Linked DNA regions of Sus scrofa: region 1 is linked to region 2. Evidence: chromatin contacts called from public Hi-C data. All regions are on one chromosome and are shown on one strand. The core of a region is the stretch at or near the end of the contact, and the rest is flanking DNA. Distances in the headings are between cores, read along the strand shown.

Region 1 (4,017 bases), core at 847-3,346, 180 kb before region 2:
GAGGGGCCCCACTGCCAGTCCAACATGGGGCAGGGGGAGTGAGGGAAGCTGCGGCAGGGCCGGGGCAGGCCCTGGGGCCAGGCCTGTGGTCAGATACTTCCACTTCCCCAGTGAACCCCAGAACTCCTTGCAAAACCAGCCCTTTTAGGCTTAAGATGTAGGCAGAAATGACCAGGTGAAACCCCAGTGCCACCCACCCACCTTGGTGAGCTCCTGCTGCAGGTGCTGCCACTGCTCGCTGTAGGTCTTGCGCAGCTGCTGCCGCTCCCGGATCAGCAGGCTCAGCTTGCTCAGGGGCCCCGAGTTCAAATCTTCAGCGTGCTGCCTCAGCAGTCGGCTCAGGCCCTCTGTCTGGCTGGTGATATCTGCCCAGGACTATAGCACAGGACGGGTGAGGCAGGGAGTCAGGGACAATGGTCCCAAGCCTGGGCCTGCCAAATCTCCAGCCCTCCCCTGTGGGCGCCCGGAAAGGAAGGGACTGGCAGATACATCGGCACCCATAGGAATTCCTTGGTTGGTGAGGGCAGGAAGGGGGTGAGGGGCCCAGGGCATTGTGGAGTCCCACCTGACTGATGGGGCTGTGGAAACCAGTGCTCCGGCTCTGGGCACCACTGTCCTGTAGTGACATGTGGTGCAACAGCCCGGCATACTCCCTGTCGCTCTTGACTCGCTGGGCCATCCACTTTCTCATGCCCTCCAGCAACCGAAGCTCGGCCTCCTGCATCTGCTGCAGGGCCCCATGGCCCTGGGGGCTGCATAGCTCCGAAGAGAAGCCCATAGTGTGGTCCTGGGGACAGAGAGGAGAAGCCACCAGTGGGGGCAGGGCAGGAGCTGGAGACAGACAGAGGTGTGGGACAGAGACCCTAGGGGCTGCCTGACTAAGAGGGGCTGCAGACAGGCGGGTGGTGGGGGTCTGTCCCACTGAAATGCAGCCATAGGTACAAACTTTGGCCTGGCCTGGGAAAGCCCTCATTGCTTCCTGCATCCTAGGCCGAGGACTAGTGCCAGGGGTCCTCTTTCCAGTCCTGGGGCAGAAACCTCCTGGATCTTGCCTCCCTGGGCCCTCCCACCCAGCACCCAGCTGCAGGGGCGCGGCACGATCAGGGCCCTCGGTCCCTCGGCCCCTCGGCCGGGCCAAGCCTGCCCCTTCTGGCGCCCCAGGCAGCCGCAGCCCAAGCCCCTACCCTTCCCCGGCCCCTGCCCAACTGTGTCTGCTCTCTGATCGCCGCCGCTGGCAGGGCTCCTGCCTGCTTCCCACTCCCCCCCACCCACCGACACCCTCCCCTGGGGGCAGGAGTTACCCGCGTGGGCAGCTAGCTGCTCCTAGGGCCGCCGAGGACCAACTCAGACTCAGGCCCCCGCACCACTCCGGCCAGTTCCTGATTCCGCGCTTCCTCCTCCTGCGGTTTCAGTTGGCCCAGGCCCCGGGGCGGGCCGGCGGAGGGGAAGGGGCGGGCAGGAGCCCCTGACGCCTGTCCGCCCCCCCGCTGCCCAGTGCAGGCCGCTCAGCCAGCCACACGGCTCACAAGGCTCGCGGAAACGGAAGGGAGGAGGGGGCTGAGAAAGAATGGGCCAGAAGAGAGCAGCCTGGCCGGGCACTCCCCAGGTCCCGGACAGCGCCCAGGAACTGGGGGAAGCGGCCCGCGGGTGCAGTAATGGGCGCCTGCCCAGGGCGGAGCAGCAGGCTTGCACTGGGTGGGAGAGCCTGCGGGTCCAGAGCCTGGGGGCAGGCGGGCCACCCCAGCAGCAGCCCCAGAAGAGGAAGGGGGAAGCCTGGTGCAGGCCCTCCCCTCCCCACTGGATTCCCCAAGGCGAGCTCAGGCACCAGTCTCCATTTGAATAAAATCTCCAAGTAAATGTCTAGAGGGGAGGCCAGCTTCTCCCACACAGGTCCCCTGGTGGAACAGGCACCGCTCACCTAGCCAGGGCTGGGGCTTCCTGTTTCAAGGGAAACCTGGGGCAGGCAAGGGGTCTGGGCCAGGGAGTGGGACTCAACTTCTCTCCCTGCTGGACTCAAGGCCTGTGCGGGTGGAAATGCTCAGCCAGTCCCACCTCCAGGACTTGTGCCCGGCTGCAGTCCCCTTCTACACCCTGCCCGAAGGAGGCCCTGAAGCCCTCTGGGCGATGGACCGTGGGCAGGAAGGTCACAAGGGCATGTAGGTTGCCCCGATCCCCACCCCCACCCCCACCCCATCCTGGAGGCAGCCCCAGGGCCCAGAGAAGAACAATTATCACCACACTGGAGACCAGGCCTGGTTTGCATAGTCTGCAAGTTTAATCACTTTAAAACCTAACATTATTTCGAGTCCGTTAAATAGAACCAACAATGCTGGGCCTGTTTAAATTACAAGAGAAAAAAAAAAAATCACTGTGCACCAACCCAGTATCTTACAAAACCAGCTGGGCTGGCCACAAGGGTGGGGGTGGAAGAGGAGGGGGCACCCCTGGGCAGGTGGCTGGGTGGGGGGGGTGCTGGGGGAGAGAGAAAAAGGGGCTCCCAAATGGGAGCGGACTGATTGTCCTAATGGGAGGGGTGCAAAAGGCACGTCAGAAGAGGGGGACCTGGGGGGCCGGACAGGTCAGCGCTTCCTCCACCAGGGCACAGTGTTGGAAGGGGCTTGGTGCCACCACCTGCCCACCCCTGGCACTTGGAGAACCAGTGACCCGTGAGCCCTTGGCACGACCAGCCCCATCTGAGATGGACAGCCTGCCCGCCCACCCCAATCCTCCTTTCCTAGGGCCCGTCTGGCCTGGCCTCCTCTTCAGGATTTGGGGCTCAGCTATTCCTCGGCAACAGGCCGTAGCCCCCCACACCTCAGGGCCCGCGCAGCCGGCGGGGGGGAACAGCAGGGTGGACAGTGGGTGTGGGAGAGTGGATGGTCCAGCTGCTACCCCCGTTAAAAATACCAAAAAAAAAAAACAAAAAAAACAAAAACAAGTCAGCATCTAAAGTGAAATAATCACAAAGTGAAAATATAACCTCAAACAGCCCCTGAGATCCCCACAGGGGAAAGCAGCATCGGGTGGGAGGTGGGACAGGCCGGTTGGGCCACCGTCCCTCCCCACCACCCACCCAGGGGCTCTGGGACTGCGAGTGCCAACAGCCCAGGTGGCCCCGGGCTCAGAAAACAGGGACTTGGGCCCTGGCGGGAGGGAAGGGTGCTGGAGAGGGGAGGGTGGTAGGGGCACCAGCGTGGGGCTGGGCCAACCTTGCTTGGCAGGCAGCCAGCGCAGTAGACGGGGGCAAAGGGACAAACGCGCGTGGACCCACGTGCGCGCCCCGGAGGTGCCTGCCTGGCCTTGGTCCCTTCCTTTGCTCACTGCTTCCACCCGAGGCTCACCAGAGGTGGGGGGCGGGGTAGCGGATGCAAAAGCCCTTGGAGAGGTGGCCTCCTCCTTCAAATACCCACTAGGCCAGCCTCCCTGCTGCCTGGATGGGAACCATTATTGCTTTAGAGGGACGGGGAAGGGCCACCCCCCCACCCCCTTCGCTTGGCAGGGAGCTCTGGCTGGGGCCCGGACCCTGGAAAGCTGCCCTAAAGGTTTCACTCTGTTCTCCACTCGGAGGGGCTCTGGGGGTGGGGAGAGGCCCCCTCCCCCTGCCCCCCACACCCTGGCTGGTCCTGGAGTCCCACCTCAGGCAGCCAGGGGGTCCAGGGGGAGGCTGGGAAGCCCTCTCCGCCCCTCTCGCCTCCCAGCTGGGATCCAAGCCCAGTCTCGAGATAAAAAAACACTTTGGTGAAGTAACAAGTGCCCGAGGAGGGGCGGGCTCGGGGAGCGGCAGGCGCTGTCAAAGGGCGCTCTGGTCTTTGATAAAGGCGGTCCTCTCGCCCCGGCCCTCGTCCTCTTCGGAGTCGGATGGACACTCCTCCTGCCAGGCTTCAGGGGGCAGCCCCTTGTAGGAGATGAGGCCACGGTCCATGGTGTACACCTTCACCCCCCGGAAGCTGAAGCCCGAGCGCAGCTGCAGGACCAGGAAGACAGTGACGAAGACCAGCACGATGAGGGCGCAGATGA
Region 2 (3,877 bases), core at 186-2,685:
AGAAAAAGTAGGCTTCAAGATGTGGCATACCACCAGATATAAAGAGAAAAATTTCATATTGATTAAAGGGTCAATCCATCAAGAAGATCTAAAATGCTAAATATGCATCATTTATTTTCTAGGGCTGCCATAGCAATATACCCTCAACTGAGTGGCTTAAACAACAGAAATTTATTTTTTTCACAGTCTGGAGGCTGAGTATATGATATCTTGGTCCTGGCAAGGTTGTAAAAGAAATCTAGAAAAGCCCCAAGTATTTGGAAATTAAACAACACACTACTAAACATTTTATGAGTCAAAGAAAACCACAAGGGAAATTTTAAAATATCTTGAACTGAAAGATAATGATAACACAACATAGCAAAATATGTGGGGTGTGGGTAAAGCTATGTCTAGAGGGAAATTTGTATCTTTAAATGCATATATTGTAGAAGAAGAAAAGTTTTGATCAATAATTAACTTTCGACCTCAAGTAGCTAGAAAAAGAAGAAATTTAAATCCAAAGTAACAGGTACACAACGTTGTAAATCAACTACACTTTAATATAAACTTCTTTTAAATCTAAAGTAACAGAAAGAAAGCGAATTAGTAAAACAGGAGCAAAAACCAGTGAAAGAGAAAACCAACAAAAAACAGAGAAAGCCAAAAGTTGGTTCTTTGAAAACATTAATAAAATTGATAAACTCTGGCAAGACTTAGCAAGAAAGAGAAAGGGAAGGAAAATAAAAGTGGGACCAGGGTAAAGCCTATACTGTGGTTCCTTACACTGTTTTTTACAGGTTTTCTGTATGTTTGAAATTACATCAAAATAAAAATTTACACAAAGTGGGTGAAATGTGCAAACTGATAATATTGAACGATTCAGATGTTGGTCAAGAGAGATTGTCTTTTTCTTCTGAAACGAAGACAGAGGTCGGGAAGGTGGAGGAAGGAATAAAAGTTATGGTTGAAGAAATGGGAGGGCTGAGTCCTTAGATGCATCACTGCGATGCCCTGAACCAGCTGGGCTTTGGGGCACAGCCGCTCTAACCTAGGTGCCCATAGAGGCTGTGCAGTCTTTGTCTTACGCAGTTTTCTGAGCTGCAGCAGGTTCCCACGCCAGTTTGCGCTCTCTCCTTGACGTTTCTTGCACTCAACACTTAAACTCCCCTTGCAGCTTTAACCTAAACACTATTGTGAAGCCAAGTTTTTTCGGCAGGGTTATGGGGAAGAGGATTTAGTTTTGCAGGGGGAGAAGACAAGCGTTTAAATTTAGTCGTGGATAAAAGCAAATCTCATGTTGCATCTGAATCAGAAACGAGGCAGTCACTTCTTTATTCTAAAAGCCAACAGCTGCTCTGAGACAAGCAGATTGAACCACTTCCTCTCTGCACAGAAATTCTCCGAGCATGCACACACACACACACATTTATATACACATATGGTTAGAAGAACAAAGAAAAGGAGCACAGGAAAAAATAATTCATTGATGATGTCATTCGCAACTTCAGTGCACAGTTATGTTTCATATTACAATTTCCTGCAAAAATCACGTTCAATCCAGGCAATTCTCTCAAGCCAGGAGGTTAAGGATTACATTCAGATAAGCACTAACCACAAATTAAGGCAGACTAGCTTTTTTTTTGTTTATTTGTTTTGCTTTTTAGGGCCACATTTGCAGCATATGGAAGTTCCCAGGCTAGGGGTCTAATTGGAGCTGCAGGTCTACACAACAGCCACAGCAACACAGAATCCCCAACACACAGTGAGGCCAGGGATCGAACCACCCGCATCCTCATGGGACGCCAGTCGGGTTTGCTACTGCTGAGCCACGACAGGAGAGATGCTATTTTTTAAGGGAGAGATGCTATTTATTTTCTAGGTTGTTTGTTTTTGGCCATGCCCCAAGTGTGCAGAAGTTCCCAGAGCCACAGCAGTGACAAAGCTGGGTCCCTAACCCACTGAGCCACCAGGGAACTCCCTTCTTTTAGGTTTTTATTATGCAAAATTTTAAACATACACAGAAGAATAGTGTATTCATACCCATCGCCCAGTCAACAATCAAATTACACTGAGTTGCAAGAAATCATAAAAGAGGAGGTCTGCAGTTTGGGATACAGAGCAGGGCATGGTTAAATTTAGCTTTATGGGAGCTCACTCCAACTTGATTAATCAGCTAATCAAAGCTCTTTGTTAATTTGAGTTTCCTTATCCTCATAAAGAAAGGGGAGTTCCTGTCATGGCTCAGTGGTTAGTGAATCCGACTAGGAACCATGAGGTTTCGGTTTGATCCCTGACCACGCTCAGTGGGTTAAGGATCTGGTGTTGCCGTGAGCTGTGGTGTAAGTCGCAGACTTGGCTCAGATCCTGCGTTGCTGTGGCTGTGGCGTAGGCCGGCAGCTACAGCTCCGATTCGACCCCTAGCCTGGGAACCTCCGTGTGCCATGGGTGCGGCCCTAAAAAGACAAAAAAAAAAAAAAAGATTAAAAAATATAATAATAAAGGTTTTCCAGGACTCACCAGCGGCACCATGTTTCTGTAGTCTTGGTCGAATGCTCATGCTCTGTTAAGATTCTTTGTCTTAGTCGACCCCTTGTTAATCAAGGACGAGAAAAATGACAATGTTGTATTATATTTCCATGTTTCTTTCAACAAAAGCGAGACAACGTTTTCTAATTACAGTCCACTGTGTTTGAGATGGTGGCAGGACATCTGCGTGGAGAGGATCATTGGGCGAGTGGCACTAGAAACCTGGCTCACGGAGAGTGTGCAGAGGCTGGAGATCTGTTAGGGGTGGTAGTCTGTAAAACCGGGAGACAGAGTCAGGGAGGAAGGGTGGGGGAAGTTCCTGTCGTGGCTCAGCGGTAATGAGCCCGACTAGTATCCACGAGGACTAGGGTCGGATCCCTGGCCTTGCCCAGTGGGTTAAGGATCTGGGCATTACCGAAAGCTGTGGTGTGGGTTGCAGATGTGGCTCGGATCTGGCGTGGCTGTGGCTGCCAGCTGCCAGTGGTGTAGAATGGGAGCTATAGCTCCGATTGGACCCCTACTGGGAACGTCCATATGCTGTGGGTGCAGCCCAAAAAAAGAAAAAAGAAAAAGGAAGAAGGGTGGGGACGAGAGTTAGGCCCAGGTAGAACTCTGTGGAACCTCCAATTTAGATTTCGATTACAGGAGGGACAGGCAGGAGTAGGCCATGAAGCACAGAGCCCTGGGAGGAAGGGGGAAAAAGGGTTAACCAGATGAGAGGGCCAGAGGGTGCTGAAGGCCCACAGAATGAAAAAGCGGGGGGGGGGGTTGCGCGGGGGGCACAGGGGGCACAGTGCTGAGACTATGGGCCAGGATAACAATCTCCTGTGCCTCTCACCCCCTCCTTCCACCCCCTGCCTGTCTCCTCCACCTCTGGAACCCCTGTCTCCCGGGGGAAACACTGCTCTTACTCCTTTCCCCTTGATTGATTGATTGATTGATTGGTCTTTTTGTCTTTTTAGGGCGGCACCTGTGGCATATGGAAGCTCCCAGGCTAGGGGTTTAATTGGAGCTACTGCTGCTGGCCTACACCACAGCCACAGCAATGCCGGTTCCTTAACCCACTGAGTGAGGCCAGGGATCGAACCTGCAACCTCATGGTTCCTAGTCAGATTCATTAATCACTGCGCCACGACGGGAAAGCCTTTATTTATTTATTTATTTACTTACTTACTTACTTTTGTCTTTTCCCTACCCCTTCCCTTATCACCCCCTCCTCCCCCTCCCTCCTGGACTAGCCAATCCCTAGCTAACAGTCAGATCTCAGCTTCAAATTCTCTTTTCAGACCTTCCAGTGAGGTCAGGTACCTTTCCTCTATAAAAGATCTAGGTGGTCACTGTGTATTTTCACAACTCCCATTCCTACTTC

What was found. A called contact is a pair of places that touch in the nucleus more often than the background predicts.
Region 1: a contact with region 2 is called in a Hi-C map of retroperitoneal adipose tissue, with 2.3 times the contacts expected there. The contact joins the promoter of FES here to the enhancer-like site in region 2. A contact is called at or near these places in 9 of 47 Hi-C or Micro-C datasets (alveolar macrophages, blood, embryonic fibroblasts and 3 more) and 1 of 2 datasets of contacts at active chromatin or transcription factors (alveolar macrophages).

The regions. Positions count from the first base shown.
Region 1 is chr7:53,471,026-53,475,042 of Sscrofa11.1, reverse strand. FES (tyrosine-protein kinase Fes/Fps) reads right to left here and starts at 2,096. Exons shown (of 19, transcript XM_001929355.4): 1 at 1,302-2,096; 2 at 566-787; 3 at 202-375. The coding sequence starts at 778. FURIN (furin) reads right to left here. Exons shown (of 15, transcript XM_021098916.1): 15 at 2,252-4,017. The coding sequence ends at 3,791.
Region 2 is chr7:53,288,914-53,292,790 of Sscrofa11.1, reverse strand. No RefSeq gene overlaps it. Among named protein-coding and RNA genes, the nearest start is that of BLM, 53 kb to the left of the region's middle. Within about 2 kb of position 1,435, at least 9 of the 83 cell types and tissues checked have an H3K27ac peak or open chromatin away from gene starts, as enhancers often do. A contact at or near this core is called in retroperitoneal adipose tissue, where this site is marked.